Regions from separate parts of the Mus musculus genome. Here region 1 is linked to region 2. A link is a contact called in public Hi-C data. All regions are on one chromosome and are shown on one strand. The core of a region is the stretch at or near the end of the contact, and the rest is flanking DNA. Distances in the headings are between cores, read along the strand shown. Region 1 overlaps Plxnc1 (plexin C1). Region 2 holds the start of Plxnc1 (plexin C1).

What was found. Hi-C and Micro-C count contacts between places; a contact is called where the count stands out from the background.
Region 1: a Hi-C map of Th1 cells shows a contact between it and region 2, with 4 times the contacts expected there. The contact joins the enhancer-like site here to the promoter of Plxnc1 in region 2. A contact is called at or near these places in 5 of 39 promoter capture datasets (the 3T3-L1 cell line, the HPC-7 cell line, hippocampal neurons and 1 more), 2 of 15 datasets of contacts at CTCF or cohesin (CD8 T cells and the G1E-ER4 cell line), 21 of 484 Hi-C or Micro-C datasets (B cells, CD8 T cells, the CH12 cell line and 12 more), 15 of 115 datasets of contacts at active chromatin or transcription factors (CD8 T cells, the HPC-7 cell line, bone marrow-derived dendritic cells and 10 more) and 3 of 9 other capture datasets (adipose tissue, embryonic stem cells and liver).

The regions. Positions count from the first base shown.
Region 1 is chr10:94,863,023-94,867,909 of GRCm38.p6, forward strand. It overlaps Plxnc1 (plexin C1), which reads right to left. Exons shown (of 31, transcript NM_018797.3): 7 at 3,889-3,976; 8 at 1,909-2,011; 9 at 1,695-1,790. Among named protein-coding and RNA genes, the nearest start is that of Plxnc1, 79 kb to the right of the region's middle. Within about 2 kb of position 1,854, at least 26 of the 459 cell types and tissues checked have an H3K27ac peak or open chromatin away from gene starts, as enhancers often do. A contact at or near this core is called in Th1 cells and memory CD8 T cells, where this site is marked.
Region 2 is chr10:94,941,633-94,946,396 of GRCm38.p6, forward strand. Plxnc1 (plexin C1) reads right to left here and starts at 3,213. Exons shown (of 31, transcript NM_018797.3): 1 at 1,885-3,213. The coding sequence starts at 2,946.

The sequences.
Region 1 (4,887 bases), core at 604-3,103, 80 kb before region 2:
GTGTTTCTAACTGGGCTTGTCCTAATGCCTAAATGGTGAAAGCAAACTGAGAGCCTGTGGTTGGGGGAATGTATAAATAAAATGTGTTCTATACATATGCTGGAATATTATTCAGCCTTCAAAAGGAAAGAAAGTCTAATCCGTGCCACAACACAGTGAGCCTGGAGGGCACAATGATAAAGTAAGCCTGTCACAAGAGGCAAACCCCTCACACAAGGTGAAGATAGAATAGGGGTTAGAATAGAATAGGGGTTTACAAGAGTCTGGGGGCAGGGTGAGGGCGGGGCCGGGGTGGGATGAGGGCGGGGCCGGGGCGGGGGGAGGAGTTACTAAATGAGTATTGAGTTTCAGTCTGGCACGATGAAAAGTATTGCAGTGACTGGCTGTACATGCAGGGTGAAGGAATACTTACATTACGGAAGTGCACACTAAAAATAGTGAAGATGGTAAATCTCATGGTCCCTGCAGTTTACCAAAACTGAAAGCCACCACCACCAAGCTTAATTAAAAGACAAAAGCTTCTCACTTCTCCATCCAAGCTCCTGTCACTGCATCTTCATTTTTTACAAACCACGGAGACCAGAGGAGCAGCCCACCACTTAATTAAGTCTCAGAGACTCAAAGGCCGGAGATATTGGCACACCAAGGTTCACTAATGCTTTAATTAACTTTATAATCCATTTGGGTTCACAGGCCCTCAGCCTGTTACTTAATTCACCTAAAGTTACTATCAACTTTTCAGTAATGATTGAAAATGTGCTCCTTATTGGTGTTGACACTTGACCTTAAGTAGCAGCAAATGGCTAAATCAGAGCCCCAGCCTGGTCAGAGAGTAGAAAGCTGGGCCCTTGGAATTTCTTCCAGTGCTGATCTTAATTTGACAGAGTCGAAAGAGAATGAGGGAGGGAACCTGTCCACTCTGTGTGTGTGTGTGTGTGTGTGTGTGTGTGTGTGTGTGTGTGTGTGTGTGTTACCACATGTAAACAATTAATGAACTTCTAGCAACTGGAGGGAGCCAGTACGGAACTAAACAGAGTTACATGTGTCCTGTGCGGAAATATTCACATGGTCTCAGACCATCTTTTTGTATATGACTGATATCTAGGCTGTGGTAATTATAACTGTGAAGACAAAGCAAGAGAATTTTCCAGGAAACTTTCATGGGAAAAAAACCTCCGCCACTTTTGAGACAAGGGAGGGAGGCACATATTCTTCAGCTGTTCTATCTTGATGTTATTAATGATGGGGTCAATCAACTCCATAAATCAAATCAAAAAATAAGCAAGGTCAGTTTGCTTATTTTGCATAGATCCCTAACCACACACACAGTGCTGGTCATTAGTGAAGTCAGAGTATCTGGTTGGAACTGAGGTCAGCTCAGCTGTCCGTTGTACTTTCCCCAGTGAGCCACAAAGTCACCTTTACAATTCCACTTCTACTGGAACCGCATCATTTTTCACAATTACAAAGTTTTAATTTCTCTTATGTGAATGTGAAAGCCTTTGATGTATTGAGCCAATTATGTGAAACTTGGTTTAAAAATGAACTAAAAAAAAAAAAGTGTGTGTGGGGGAGGAGGGACTGAGGTTATAAGATGGGGAATTTTACAACAGAAACCCAAAGTAGTAAGAGTTGTTATTGCCATCAAAAGGGGATTTTGTCTTTCCATTACCAGCACCAAAGTTGAGCCTGACCTGCACAGCCCCGTCAGTTCTGTTTCTCTTGCTCTCCTTGACTCTTCCTCCTCCTGAGTCCTTGGGCGACTTCTCCACAGCAACTTGACAGAGCTCCTGCATTGGAGAACATCCCCTCAGCATGGGAGTGTGACACACAGAAAGGGGTGGGGCTGTGCGCACGCAGGCACTTGCTTCCGATAGATCTCTGTCATATTTCGAAATGTCACTTTACCTGATTCCTCTCATAGTCTGATGGTTCGCAGGGGGTGAAGGGGTGGATGCATTTCTTGTCCCGTTTACACCAAGCACAGCCGCTTCTGATACACGCCGGGCATCTGGTGACACGGAAAATAAACAACTTAATTTCTGTACTTTGAGGGAATTATTCATATTCTAGAAACTTCCCTCGGTGGCGCTACAGGTTGAGAACATACAGGAATGATACTACTATTAATAATAAAGTCTTTGACTAGCTAGGGGGACAAAGGGAGGAAGGATTTCCTTTGAGGTTGGAGAAGCGAGCAAGGCTTTATGTGTTTCTCTGGGAAGCCCTGTGAGTTGATGGATTGTCATCACACTTACAGAGGTGTTGCCATGGAGACCTGAAGCTGGGGTCACCCGCTGGTCTGTTGATAACAGGAACCCACTGAATCCGATTCTGAACCTGGTTGCTATTTGCCTACCCTCAGGTAAGCCTCCATAAAGTGAGATCTTTCTCTCCCGGCTGCCACTCAACGGATCAGCAGAGCCCGCGCTGTCTGGAGCAGCTGTGCTGCCCACAACACGGTGTGAGACACAAAGCATTTCCTGGCAGGCAGAGAGGATGGGGCACCACTGTTTGCTTTACAACCAAAGGAAGAGTTGGACCTGAGAATCAAAGGAGGCATTTGTGCGTGGGTGACTGTGGAGAGCCTGAGAATGCCCTCCATGCATAAGGAATGATTGGAGATCAGGGAGAGACATTATTAATAGAAGAAAGATCGGGGCTGGTCTGGAGAGCTGTCCAAGGGATGCCTCAAGAAAACTTAGCAGGAGGTGATGAGGAAACCGGACAGAGGGAGTACACTTGGCCTGGAGTTCATATATGCTCCGGAGATCCTAACAGACAGAAAGAAGTTCCCTGAGGGCAGAAAACAGACTACATATCAGGGAGGAAGCCTGTTCCCCAAGGAGTTCCCTGAAAAGGAGCTCTCTAGGCTGGTGGATCTGGCTCTGAGGTCTGGTATATACCTAGCATTGGGACCCTGGGGTATGTCATTTCCTTCTACCTGGGCTCTAGAGCAGGGGATCTACAGCAAGACATCTTTAAACTGTCCTTGCACCCCTAATTTCTACTTCATTCTCTCTTCCTTTTACCTGGGTTGGAGTTCTATTTTTCTTCCCTAACTTCGCTCTGCTTCTTAGACAGCAATGACTCTCTGTGGCCTTGCAATGCACCTCTTTGGAAAAGGTAACTTAACACCATCTGACTTCACTTTTTCCTATAGTGACTTCCGGGCCAGGCTGGAAGCTGTTCTCCTATGCTGATGTCCAATCACATCCCAGAATGGATAACACACCTCTGGTAATACAGCCCACCAGTGTCCTCTGTCCCAGCTGCAGAGGATGGGCCTCTGAAGAGACTATTTCCTCTGCCTTTTCTCTGCTTTAGGAGCCAAGAGGGAGCTGTAGTCCAAATTCAAAGGGTCCATAGCTGAATTGGGGCCAATAGTAAATAAATGGAAGACACAGGGCTGGGGTCACTAAGTGGTAGACTTGCTTAGCATGCTCAAGGCCCACAAGTCCAGTTCCCTAGCACCACAGAGAGAAAGCAAAATGGATATGCCTTTTTGGTGAAGGAGACTTCAACTTGTCCTCATTCGCAAGTCTTACTGCTCTGTCCAAACTCCCAGAGCCATTTGCATTATGGGAGTTAGTGGTATTCCTTACTGATCCTTTCTTCAGGGATCCTCCAGGTCTGGGGAAAATACCTTTCCCTGTTGATAGGGACACCTTGGCGCATGCTCTCTGAGGCTGCTCCAGTTTTCTTGTTAGGGCTTGAACGAGTGAGCACGGTTTATTACCGCCGTGGCTCTCCTAGCTCCCGTTAGGCCATGCTCCAAAAGGCACTTTGGAAAGTTCTAGTTCGCAAAGGAGTTCTTTAGGAAATCGAGGAGCAAAACAAATAAATTTAAAAGCAATGAGAACATTTAAAAGTCAAAGCCAATCTTACTCTTTTAATGACGCACAGTTGGTGAAGTTGAATCTTTCTGATAAGTTCCAAGACGGAAAGGAGAAGGTCGCATTGACAACTAAGACATCTGGAGGAAAAGAAAGGGAAGGGAAAAGGCATTCATCGTGGGTCCCCGCCATAGTCAAGCATAGCTGGAGATGCAAAAGGAAGAAAGAAATATTCTTGCCTTTTCTACACAGAGGGCACGGGTGTGCCAGCTGTTCACCAACATTTCAATCAGTGTGTGGCTCCTTCCCCATGGGCCATTCATGTCAGGCAGCCGCAGTGCACAGCATAAGCCTCCAAACAGACTGAGCCTGATGCTAGCTCCAAGGCTCCCACAGATAATCACCAGGAAAAGCCATTTTACAGCCCATTTACATCCCATGCTCTCGCTGGGATCACTACCTCAGCTTGTAATTGGCCAAGGCATGAGAATAAAACAAGTCACCGAGCAAGAAGTGCCTGGAATATGAATGCCAGCACCGGAAAAGAAACCCTGCACCTTCAGAGCCATCCACACTCAGTAAATATTTACCTAAGAAACCCTGAACGCCGTACCCTGGGGTGAGGCCCAATGATCTCCTTGGAGTCACCTACTGTCAAGTGAAGGTGTTCTGGTTTGCTTCTGAAAACCTTATCTGTTGGTTGGAAAACTCCAATAGAATAAAATGGGGGGAGGGGTAAAACCTATGCTAAGTCAGCAGTAGAGAAATGCTGCTTTCGGTACCTCCTTAAACCCCAATGCTGGATCTGAGGCAGCAGGAAATCAAACCCAGCTGTTGGTCAGAATCAGAAAGGCTTTAGGGAAATATCAACACCAGAGCTGTATTCTAAGCCACCATGACTCTGCAGACCTGAGGCTGGTCTCAGAACCTGAATATTGTAACGCCCCTCCCAACATAATGAGCACACAGACCATCCTTTGGGTACCGTGGTCCACAGCAACATCACTGTGGTCCTATTATGTCTAAGCAAGGACCAGCACTAATACAGAGG
Region 2 (4,764 bases), core at 1,963-4,462:
CTTGATTTCCAAGGGGCAGCTCTCTCTCAGGAAGAAGGATAAACAGCTCTAGACTAATCCTGCCCCTCCCCATCCCGATGCAAGTAGGAACACCTGATTGAGCCAAAAACTGGCTTTTGAGTGTATTCAGGATGCATGCTGGGTTTGGAAGGAAACCGAGTCCTCCAGTACCCACTAGGTAGATGCAGTCAAGAGAAATGTTTTGGCTCTGCACATCGACACAGCTGTCAGATGGCAAAGCTTGGACTTCCGTGGTAGTTACCTGCTGTGGGCCTCTGAGCTGTTGCTGTTAACCCCACAGACAAACTGCCTAACACTTAAAGTAAAATGGGGGCGCGTGGAGCGTGGGGGGGGGCAGGGGAGGTTTCAAGTCTTTCAACAGAGAAGTAAAAAAAAAAAGGCAGTGATTTACCAAACTTTAGCGATTAGATTATGAAGATATATAAAGGAAGATATTAAATATTAAGTTGTATGCTTACAGCAAGGCTAAACCATTGGGGGGGGGGGTACAACCTGTGCTCTTTGTGTATTTGCTAATGTATACTAGTAGTGAAATTAAATGGCTATGTGCTTGCCCTAGCAGAGAAGGAGCGAGTGACCGGAAGCCTTTTTTTTTCTCCATGAATAATAAGACTAATATTTGGTAAGGTGTGCTTTGCAGGGCGGGAGGGGAGTGCCTTTCTACCCGCATATCAATATACCTTAGGGGAAATGTTTCAAGGCACCCTGGTACACAATAAACGTACATGCAACAGTTCTCCACTCCAAGACTCCCCACCACTACCACCCGCCTTCCTCCTCGGATTCATTTTACAGCAAAACAATAGCAACTCCTGTAGCCCTCCGTTTCTGCTCTTTGAATCCTGTCCAGTGATTAAGGAGGCTCTCAGCAGGCTTCACTCTCAGGAGCCATATGCAGAGTTACTTGCCAGAAGCCTTGGGAGGGCAAAGGCCTCTGCAGAAGTACACAAAGCCTCCGTAATCCCCATCAGCGAGACCCTCTTGAACTGTCGCTTCATTTTCCGGTCAAAGAACTGTCAATCTCGAGATTTCAAGCTGTGGCTGCCCTGTGAGCCCTGAGGGGAAGACCTGTGTCTTTTGCCTGGTTTAGGCACAGCTCAAGGGTGGTGCCAGAGAGCCCCGCAATCTAGTCTGGAAATCTGCAGCCCAGAAACTGCCTGGAGCACCCCAACACTTTCCAAACCGCCCCCCCCCCCACACACACACCCGGTTCTCCTTTTCAGGGCGAGGCTTTGTACACCATAAGCTGCCTCCTAGGGTTCTCTCCACCAGGTTGAGACCACAGCCACCCTTGGCTAGCCACAGCCCCGCCCCCTCGCGCTGGTTCAGGCTGGGCGGTCTGCGAGCGGCTTTTGCACCATAGCATTTATTTACCAGTGCGGAGCAGGCCACAACTCTACAGACCACATCACATAGGTTGCAGCCAGAGATTGGAAGGTGGGGTGGGTGGAGGGGGGGGGCACAAAGGCCGGGGTGTGGCGGCGAGTCTTTTAGGTTCGATAGCTTTTTCTGTAAGGGCATTAGTAACTGTTAGCTCAAAGGGTCAAGCCCACATGTCCACTGAGACTCTGGTCTGGAGAAGCGGTTAGGAACAGAGGATAGCCCGGGCCCGGGGGGTTGGGGGGAGCTCAGTCCTAAACAAGCGCCCGCATTTGTACTAAAAAGATGAGAGGCAGCCACTAGAGTTTTGAACCTCCCTCCAATCCTCCCCGCTACCCCGTCACCCTTTCTACACGCTCCCTTTGGGGACCCCAGACTGTGCTTTAGAGTAGCCTGCAATCTCGGCCAGTCGGTGGTGTAGTGAACCTGAGACTTGGTAAGTGTCACCCAAGACTCCATCTGAACCCCGGGGGCTGGACTTACGCAGTTGTGCTCAGTCGCTTGAAAGTCCCAGCTGCAGCTCCTGGCGTGCGCCTGGATCTCACTCATCCTGAAGAGGCAGAGAGCCGTGGTGGCGGGGGAGCGCCTCTCCTGGCCCTCTCCAGTGGCCGCGCTGAACACGCCGGCCCAGATGTCCACAGCCTCCACCAGGCTGGAGGAAAGCAGTAGGCGGCGGCCCTCAGGGTGGCCGTGGTCGCAGTCGAGGGCAGCCTGGCCCTGGAACAGCACCTCTGTGCTCTGCGCGATGCGCGCCATGCTGGGCCAGCCGGTGGCAGCGCCACTCGTGTAGTTGTAGGGATAGTAGGGGAAGTAGACACTGCCGTTCCAGAGAAAGGCGTCCACGAAGTGCAGGCTGCCCGCACTACCGCGCAGTTTCAGGCGGCCCAGCTCCTGCGTGGCCAGACTGCGCCCCTCCGTGTTCTTGAGCGCGATAGCCGTGTCGCGATCGGATGCTGCGGGGTTGCAGCGGTTCGCGGTCTCCGGCTCCGGCAGCACATAGGTGGCGGCCACCGCCAGGTACCAGAGGTCGGTGCCACTCGCGCGGTACACCACACCAGCCGTCGAACCCTGCGGGTGACATGACACCACCTCGGTGCCGTTGCGCAGGGAGCTGCGGTTCAGGTTGCCCAGGGGCCGCACCTCGCAGGCGCCCCGGTCGAAGGTCCAGCCGGTGAGCAGCAGCCCCTCGAGGCCGGTCGCCCCCTCGCGGTAGGGCAGCAGTAGCTTGCTGAAGCTGCTCCCGGGCCGGGGCCGCGCGGGGGGCGCCAACGAGACGGGCTCCGTGCAGTTGCCCGCTTGGTCCCGGTATAGGCGAGAGAGCCTGTTCTTCAGGCTGTAGTCCAGCTGGTCCAGGCAGCTGCCGCTCGCCACGAACACGCCGTCCGCCCGGCTCGCCGCGATGGCTCCGATGGCTTGCTCAGATCGCCACACCGGCTCGTCCGCGCCCCGGGCGGGCGCTGCCAGCGCCAGCAGATAGGCGATCAGGGGCAACGGTGCGGCGGGGTACGGGGGGCGCGGCGGCGTCTTCCTCCGGGAGACCTCCATGGGGCTAGGGGGGCCGCCCCCGGGCAGGGCGCGCGGCAGCTCGGGCAGCTCAGGCGCGCGGCGACGGAGACGCGGGCGGCGGTGGCGGCGGCGGCGGCTCCTGCGCGCGCTCGGGCTCCCGCGGCCGCCCCATCCCCGCGGCTCGGCCGGGAAGGAGTGCAGGGAGGACGGCGCGCGGCGGGCTCGCTCCGGCAGCCTGTGCCGCGGCGGCAAGCCCTGCGCGCTCCGGAGACGCTTCCTCCTCGTCCGCCTTCGCCGGAGAGTTCCTCTGTGCGGCGCGGGCGCTCGCGGGGAGGCGCGGAGGGGAAGGGAGGGGACGGGCGGAGGGGAGCGAGGCGGGCGGGGAGGGCTGGAGAGGTTGGGTGCGCTTGTGCGTTTCACTTTCCCATTGTGAAAGTGGGATGCAACTGGCCCCTTCCTCATCCTCTTCCTCCTCCGCCCTCCGCCTCTCGCCCGCCCTCCCTCCACGCCCATCTCCCCTCCCTTCTTGATTCGGTGAGATCGGGAGGAGGGAGGTCTCGTAATTTGGGTTACTGTGTAGGTGGCCTCTTTCATCTATTCATAACAAAGCTGAGCCGCCTGCCGCGGCCGCCGCGGCTGCCACCATCGCCCCTTGCTCGCCCCGGGTTCCCCCGGCGCCGGAACCGCGCACCGAGCTGGCTCCCGCGCTCCCCAGCCCGCGGGGCTGCTCCAACGCCCGGGTTTTGTTTACGAGAGCAGCCCCGGGCAAACGCGAGGCTCGCGGAGCCAGGACCCAGGGTCGAACGGGTTGCGGCGGAGGCCCAGGGCTTGAGCCCCTGGGAGGCTGCCAGGGCGGCTGACAGGTGTGGAGCGGCGGGAGGGGGGCCTGAGAGATGCGCCAGGGGGCTGGGGCCAAGCGGGAGGCGGCTGAGGGGGACCAAGACGCCCCTGTGACCGGGGGTGGGTTTCCCTCGGTCAGAGTGAGGTAGGAGAAAGGCGCCACACTCTCGTTGTGGACAATCCCTCGGGCCAGAGCTCTCATATTTGAAAAGGCTCCCTGGTCTCCCTTGGCAACGGAGTCCCAGGCTCTCAGATATAGCACTTAGAAAGTTCTGCTCACTATCTAACCCTAGTGACAAAAGCTAACATTTATTGAGAACTTGCTCCGTTCTGGGCATAGTTCTAAATGCACCATGTAGATTTTGATTCACTTGATGCTTGGGACAAACAGTATTAATTAGTGACTTGTATCAACCCTACTCGGCTTTTGAGAAAGGTCTTGGAGAAGCTATGGAACCTGCCCGGGTACAGCTGTTAGCAAATAGCACAGCAGAGATTCGAATCCACACCTCACACCGGAGCCTCTTACAGGTTTCTTGCTAGTCCAGTGCCACCTGTGGCCACTAAACTACACTCCCCAGAGAATAAAGGCAAAGGTACATTGGGCTCAGCAGCCAGGGCTCGCATCTCAAGAGTCCGGAGCTCTCTTATGTTTCTAGAGGGGCTCCCTCCACCACTTCATCCAGGTAGCAACTGTCAGCTGGGGTGCTCCCCCCTTCCCCCACCTCGCAAGCCACCGAGAATTTCTGGAACAGAAAGATCACTGTGCTCTGGGGAGCAGGCAAGCTCATGTTTTCTCAGAAGTGGGCTTCCCAGAGGCAAGCCTTGGTGCCTTCAACTCTGTGGTGAATGGAGAGGGAGCTAAAGACCCGTATGGGTCCTTAAGAAATGATCTGCATTCTTCCTAGATCTTCCTAGGACTGCAACTGGTTGCTGTGTGATCTTCTCTTCTTAGCTCCAAGTCAGCCAAGCTCTGGATAGGAATCTGTATTGTTTTTTAAGGGGGCTCTGAATGAG